Regions from separate parts of the Anser cygnoides genome. Here region 2 is linked to region 1. A link is a contact called in public Hi-C data. All regions are on one chromosome and are shown on one strand. Each heading gives the region's core, a stretch centred on a gene start, on an enhancer-like site or on the middle of the called end of the contact. The rest is flanking DNA. Distances are from core to core; before and after follow the strand shown. Region 1 holds the start of WNT11 (Wnt family member 11). Region 2 overlaps UVRAG (UV radiation resistance associated).

Evidence for each region. A called contact is a pair of places that touch in the nucleus more often than the background predicts.
Region 2: a contact with region 1 is called in a Hi-C map of liver, with 3 times the contacts expected there. The contact joins the enhancer-like site here to the promoter of WNT11 in region 1. A contact is called at or near these places in 2 of 7 Hi-C or Micro-C datasets (granulosa cells and liver).

What each region holds. Positions count from the first base shown.
Region 1 is chr1:209,947,998-209,951,618 of Taihu_goose_T2T_genome, forward strand. WNT11 (Wnt family member 11) reads left to right here and starts at 1,273. Exons shown (of 7, transcript XM_066990016.1): 1 at 1,273-1,399. It overlaps LOC125180517 (a long non-coding RNA gene), which reads right to left and starts at 3,111. Exons shown (of 5, transcript XR_010828467.1): 1 at 2,118-3,111.
Region 2 is chr1:210,182,500-210,186,355 of Taihu_goose_T2T_genome, forward strand. The region is part of intron 5 of UVRAG (UV radiation resistance associated); the gene reads right to left. Among named protein-coding and RNA genes, the nearest start is that of UVRAG, 24 kb to the right of the region's middle. Within about 2 kb of position 1,397, at least 1 of the 3 cell types and tissues checked has open chromatin away from gene starts, as enhancers often do. A contact at or near this core is called in liver, where this site is marked.

The sequences.
Region 1 (3,621 bases), core at 23-2,522:
TTCCCCATGTAAATGAGTCCTCGCTGATGAAACACATGGGGAGGAGGAGGAGGAGGAGCTCCTGGGGGGCAGTGGGGTGGGAAGAAGGTTGGGAAAAGGGGGGTCTCAGGAACTTTGAGCACTTGGAGGCATCTGTTACACATGGACAGATGCACACACTGCAGAGCTGCTGGCAAACTGGGTCTTACACAAACAATATAGGGCTTGGGGAATTTGGGACTGTGTATGCAGGGTTCTTTACAGCTCATGTAGGAAAGCCCATTAGCGATCCTTGTATATGAACACAATCTTTCCGGCACAAGGAGACATACATAAAAGTATTATCCCATATAAATAGCTTTTCCCAAAATAGACCTTAAGGAAATTTACTCTGAGTCTCTTGATGCTAGGATTAAAGCATTCATTCTCTTCTTTCCTTTCACCTGAAATCCATGATGAAGCAAAACGACACAGGTACTTTTGCAACTGGTGCCAATTTGTTCACAGGCCAGAGCTGACACAGAAGTCATAAATTCAGACCCATGAGGTTGAGAAGCCAGACGTGCTTCCTTTTCTTTCCCCCTTTTGTTTTTTTGGAGGCACGCAGTCATCAAGCCTCCATCGCTGATACAGGCATGAAAGGAAAAATCAGATCTCGGCATCTGAACTTTCCCCTGATTAAAGACAGATCAAAGCAGAGGAGGTTGTGAAAGCCGGCGGGACTCGGGAGGCAGGACGTGCGCCTGCCGCCGCGCTGCGACTGTGGCGGCGAGATTTCTTAGCCTCGCAGGAGAAGCAAATCCACCTGCCAGCCCCGCGCGTGAAAAGTATCTTTGTCCTTTAATTGGGACGGCAGCCTGGCGGCCCCGCTAATCATCCTCCGGAGAGGCCACGCTTCCAAGTTTCCGGTTGAAAACACCAGCTAGCCATTTCTGTTGCTAATCATTAACCGCTCAATTAAGAAGGAGCGCCCCGCGTGGCCCCCAGACCCTCGGAGGCAGCGGCTCCACCACCACTGAGGACCCCCCCCCCGGGCATCCCCCGTGACGGGGGGGAATCAGCTCAGAGGGAGGGCTCCAGGGGGTGCCCCCCAAGCCTCCACCTCCCAGCCTCGCGTGGAGGGTGGGAGTGGAGCCCCCACGGAGCCTCGCTCGCCCGCCCCCGGTCCCTACCCTAGGAGGGATGCGAGGGGCGCACGGCGCTCCTGGCCCGAGCCCTTTGTTATGCTAATCCGGGCTGACATCACGCCGCATATCAAAGCTGCGGGGACCGCATATAAGGAGGCTCCGCGGGCGCAGAGGCAGAGGAACCCCGGCCTCCGCTCTGCCCTGGCCTCTGCAGCTCCCGAGCAAACCCCAGTGCGGAGGTGAGGAGGGGGACGGATATGGGGACGGGCAGCGAGCCGCTGCCGGGACCCCCGGTAAGGGATGGGGCGGTGGACCCCGAACCCGTGGAGGGGAAAGAGTAGGGGTTGGGAGAAAGAGGGGCTTTGAGGGGTGAGTGGGGTGTGTGGGGGAGTTGGGGGATTTGGGGTTTGGAGGCTGCAAGGGAGAGGGGAGACCCAGGGCGGGCAAGGGAGAGGGGAGACCCAAGGGCTGCAAGGAACGGGGGAGACCCAGAGGGTGCGGAGGTACCGGAGACTCAGAGGCTGCAAGGGAGAGGGGAGACCCAAAGACTGAGAGAGCGGAGACCCAGGGGCTGTGATGGAAAGGGGAGACTTGGCAGGGCTAAAAAAAGAACGGGGAGATGCAGAAGTTTGTAGGGACATCTGAGATCTGGGTGCTGCAAGGGGAGACTCGGGGCTGCAAGCGTGAAGGGAGATGCAAAGGGCAGCAACGGAGAGAGGCGAGCGGGAGGCTGTGGGTTCGCAGGGACCCCCGGGGGCTGCAAGGGAGAGGGGAGATGCAGAGGGTTAAAAGCGAGGAGGGAGAGCCGGGAGCTGCAGGAAGAGGGGAAGCTGCATGGAGAGGGGAGATCTGGGGGCTGCACCAGCCCCACACCCCCTGCTCCCTCCCCCTGCTCCCCATCCCCAGCGCAGGTCGTGCGGGGATGCAGTGCCCTTAAAAGAAGTGGGTACAGGTGGGTGTCTTTCCTGCTTGGGTAGGGGAAGTTGGAAAAAAGGTGGGACGGATACTCACAGATTTACGTACAGCTCACATTGCCTATTCCCATCCCGGCACGGGGCTCTCGGAGGTGTCAGATGGGAGCGATTTCTGCGTGCAGGGAAGGTTTTCTGCACGCAAGAGCGGGGCTGGCTGCAAACAGCCCCGGGGTGGAGGGAGAAGGGAGCTCAGAGTTAAAAACGGCGCTGGTCTGGGGAGTCCGCAGGCCACTTGCTGCTGGTTTGATCGGTGACCCAGAGCTCTCCAGAGCTGTAAACATCACGTCTGCCCCGACGAGTCTCCCTCCTTCCCTCCCCTTGCAAATTCCTCTCGCAAATGTAACCTGTGCTGGAGCGAGTGGAAAAAGGAGTTATTGCCTCCCCAAATAACAGGGGCGCGATCGCTGGCCAAACTTGCGGCTCTTGGGTTGGGGGGGTAGATAATTTCCATTCCTTCCTGGAAAATAAAAAAAAAAAAAAGATTTTTTCTTGCAAGGCAGGAACCTGTGATGTTGGCTGGTCAGGGTTAGTGAGACCATCTGAGACGTTTTACACCCGCCTCTGCGCTGCTCAGCAATTCAAGGGAGGGAGATAAGGGGTCTGAAATATCTAAATGGACACTAAAAGACATGGGCAGGATTAAGGGCTGAAGGTTTCCAGTGTGCTCGCGGAGCAGGGCGGGAAGCAAAGTGCTTCCAGAAATGAAAAGATAGAGAAATACCCAGAACCGAGCAGTGTGGCTGGATGCTTTTGGGAGCACATCAAGGGACACCTCGACCCCAAACCCGAGCGGGCATTAAAGAAAAACAGCCCGTGGCGATGAAATCCTGCCTCCCTTGTAGTCAGCCGAGTTCTGTCTTGGACTTCAAGGGAGCCGGGAACTCGCCCCTAGAGGTTATTAAAATCCTTTGTAATAACAGCACTTCTCTGGTAACCCTTTCCACCAGGCGCTGGGGTTGTGATAGCCAAAGAGCAGCCTGAATGGAAAAATACACTGCAGATGGCAGAGAAAACACCGAGGAATATTCCTTTCCCTGCTCCCCAATTGCTTCCCGAAGTGGGCATCAAGGCAGAAAGGGACAAATCCGGAGCTGGGGCTCAGGTGGGATGTGTTTGCCCCAGGCTAAGGGGTGGCAAAGGGGTTCCTAAAATGATGCTGATGGCTCCAGACATTCCCCATCCCAAATCCTTTCCGAGGGGCATGGGGGGAGACATGGACATGGCTTGGGGATGCTGGAGAGCCCCTGGTGGAGCAGGCAGGTTTTTCTGCTTGTTTTACTCTTGGCTTTCTCGTGGGGTGGGCTTCTTGTTGGAAAACCACCGCAAAGACCGCAAAGAACAGCCCGGAGCGGTGTCTGAAGAGGATAAGTGAAGGGAAACCCATTTACTGCTATTAATGCCGCTGCCAAAGCAAGGCGTGCCCCGGAGACAGAGAGGACCCTTCTAAGAGTTTGAGTCCCGCACCTGGTTTGTTTATTTGTTTGGGATGAAGAAGGAAAAAAGGGGGGATTTGGGGGGGGGCTTTTGTCTCCTCCTGGCTG
Region 2 (3,856 bases), core at 147-2,646, 230 kb after region 1:
TACACATGATCAGCAAGCATGGTGATACGGATGTGCTCTGATATGACTGCAACAACCCCTACCTACGTATATTTTACCTGCCTCAACAGGCTGTTTCCATTTCAAGATGTTGAAATGCAGAGTCACATGTCAACATCTACTGACAACCGCATTAGCCACAGGCCACGCAGCTGACATGACTTCCCACCAAAAATAAGGCTCTACTTAAATAAATCAGGAGATCTATACGCTACGTATGAATCATATTGCAATAGAGGCACCGTATCAGCACTGCCTCAGCTCCTCAATCCCATTCCCAAGATGCTGGATTGATCTTAAATGCTGAAATCCATACATATATCCCCTAAAAAATCCCCAAAAGAAAGACACCTTAAACCCTGATTCAGCTAGGATGGTGGAAAACTGAGAACATTTTATATCATGAAGTCTATCTCATTTCATCAAACACTGCCTTCAGAAAGTGAGGCATGGCATTTTTTGGAGAAAACATGGAGTGGCCTAGAAGTTGCTGGGAGAAGAAAAGAACTCCAAGCAGCTGCATGTTTTAGCCTCTCCTTCTGCTGTAAGACTGTACTGAAAAACGCCCAACAAAGCAGATACAGAGTGGTCTATACAAACTATTCTACCTTGAGGAAATTCACAGAAGATGCAAAGGCAAGGTTTCAAACTTAGTTATCACAGAGGCTTACCCTTTAGAAGTGGAGTTTGTCTACTTTTCTGCTGCAATATTTATTACAGATACAGGCATGCCTATTTGTAAACACACATAAAAGCCTTGCTTCTGTAAACTGGCCAGGATCTAGCTGTTAAATATAGCCTGTGCAGCCTCTACCTGTACTGATGTAGGCCACGTGCTGTAGAGACAGATCACGCAGAGAGAGAGATCAGCTTTTCAAAGGTCTTACTGCTTGACTGCTGGAAAATGTAGCTACAGCTCAGTGTCCCTGGACTATAACTTACTGTTCTGTCTATCCCTGAGCACAGCCAAATGGTTCGAGTTATGGGGAGCTGTACAGACTAGCTCTTGCTTTATTTCTTTAAGGAACCAACAGAAAGTTGGTCAAAGTAAAAGCTTTACCTGCTTCCCTAAATGCACTTTCTGAGACGATATCACCGCAGGAGAGAGGGGAAGTCTTATAGGCTAGCAACAGTAAACACAAAATGGTTGAAAATTTTTGAAAGCCAGGAAGACACTGAGGAAAAGAGGAAGAAAAAGCTGGTTCTAGGAAAGCCAGTATAGCACCTAGACCTTACTTTGTTAAAGCTGGCCGAAAACCAGTGCTACACACAAACATTGTCTCAGATAAAACCAGAAGATTCAAAAGAATGCTTAAGGGTCTGGAATACTTTAAATCCAGGCTGACAGCTTCAAAGATCTGAAACTCACAACTATTTCTTATTCAGATGTTGGTCCAGCTCAAGCAAATCCTGACAGTTTCTCTGCATGATTATGAGGGAGAATGAAACCAATAATGAACAAGTGTTTTAACGGTCCCATATCAGAACCAAAGGAAACGGGAAAGCAGGAAAGGAGGACATGGCTGTTGCAAAAGAAACAATCTACTGAAGTCTTCTACCAAAATCACTGCACGATTTACTATGAAATAAAAAAATCTTGAACAAACACAGAAGTTGGAGGTACAATTAAGTGAGAAGTCAAATGTGATTAAGGTCAAAGCTTATTTGCTCGCAATAGCTGCTCTGACCTTCAGCACACATTCATTTACACAACCTCATTGTAAATGCCAGGAGTTATATGAGCTCTGAGAGATACCTACAGGGAAGAAGTAAAACCCTTCAGGGCTCAGAAGGCACACGGAAAGGCTTTTGTAACCTTATTTCCCAACCTTTTTCTCACTGTGGTCCAAGTATCCAGCGTTACAAGAAAACAACAGCTTGATTAAGAACATTACCCACGGAAAGTGTTTGTTTTCTCTTTGGGTACCAGGAATAGCTATGTTGCTGCTGGACAGAAGAGATGGGAGAATGGTAAAATTCCAAATCTCTATTACCAAGGATACAGAATTTAAAGGCCTTCTGACATTCAGTGGGGAAAACAAGTAAAGAGTCAGTGATATTATTGTAACAATGAAAATATGGTTCTTTTATCCCGCTAACACAACAAACGCTACACTGTAAGTGCCTGGTTTACCTACAATTTCTCTACCAATTCTACTTTGCTCTTTAATAGGACAGGAGCTTCCTACAGGCAAGAATTCTGAGCACACACACACGTATTTTGGAGGTTACATTATAAAAAAAAGTGGGCTTGAAGGTTCTAAACCACTAAGGTGCATCACCTAGTGAAGACGTAACCTTCCTTTTTCACTTCAAAGTTAACAACTTAGCAACTACAGCATTCCTACATGAGCATGCTGCTCTTGCTGTTTGATTACCAGGGATGCATCCACCTGATCAATACATCTCCAGCATTAAAATAGCTGTGACAATGCTTGTTGTTCCTGTCCTACTTCAGACTGCTCTGATATTATTTTTTCCAGGCTCCCACCTCTCACTATAAATAAGTGGCTAACACAGCAAATAGGAACTTGTATTTTAGGATCCAGTGGTGCTCAGCAGTACCTCCATAGTGCTTTTTGAAACACTGAGTTCATAAAGTCTCCAGAATGTTTCAGTCAGCTTCTAACAATTTCCTTGTTTTGGCCCTTAAGTGGTATTAATGAATAAAAAGGACATTTATAACCATAAAAACTTAGTTTCTCTATTAATAAAATGCACTTAATTGTAAGAATCCATAAGTCTAGTTTGGCTATTTAAATGGTAGCTCAAAGGATTATTAAATTAATTAGGCTTATTTGGAACAATGTGGGGAAAAAAATAAGCTAAGGGTACAATGCTATAACTTTATTCATAATGAGATGTGTAAGAACAGAGGACACATCCAACACTGACTGAAGCGTCTTTGTGTGCAGGGTTTTCATTAGACTTGCAAAATGGCATTTGTACACATCTATTTTCACAAGGCTTATTATGTGCCAGTGCAAGGAAACCCAAACTGCTATCCCATCTGCCTATTACATCAAGAATTTCAATATGAGGCTTATGTCTTGAACTATTATGAAGACCTAACCCCCCATCAAAAAAAAAAAATCCCAAGAAATCAGATAACACTGACACAGCCAAGCAGAAAAGTTATCACGTGCAGCTTCCACAGTGACAGAGCCACACACCTGAGACAGAAAATCCCTCCATACGGAAGGTTTCAGGTAGTGCTTTATACACAAGTCAGTATACCCACCAAAGTGAGGCTGTATAATATTTGGGATAACCAGCATCAATAATTAGGAAATTATAAAGCAAAAGAGATTAAGACAGAAGTACCCCTTAGGAACACAGAGCTTCTGAAGGTACAGGAAGAGTTAGCTTGTGCCAAGAAGTTTGGCTTGAACTGCAGACAAGTCACTTACATACAGGAGGTACATACTATACCAGAAGATATTTAGGTCGAGGAACTTACTAAAAGCAACCAGAAGCTCGAGAACAGGGTGACAAAATAAGTTACTAGCTCTTGCAGCTAGAATAAATTATAGGGAAGGACAGAAAAAAGAAGAGATGTGTTCTTCATGTGCTAGGACTGTACTTGCAACCTTGCTAAGAGCACATACAAGAACCAAAACGCACCTGGGAGCAAGGTTAAGGACAGCATTACCAACACTGAATACAAACCTGGATTACTAATACTAAAATCATGAAAACCTGGCATTGCATCCTGCTTCAGGAAAACTGAGTTAACAGCACCAGAAAGTAGAGCCCGAACTACATACCAGAGCATTTATATTTGAAGGATAACCTCCAAAATACCAAACACAATTTGGAGGCTTGCACATAGTCAGTT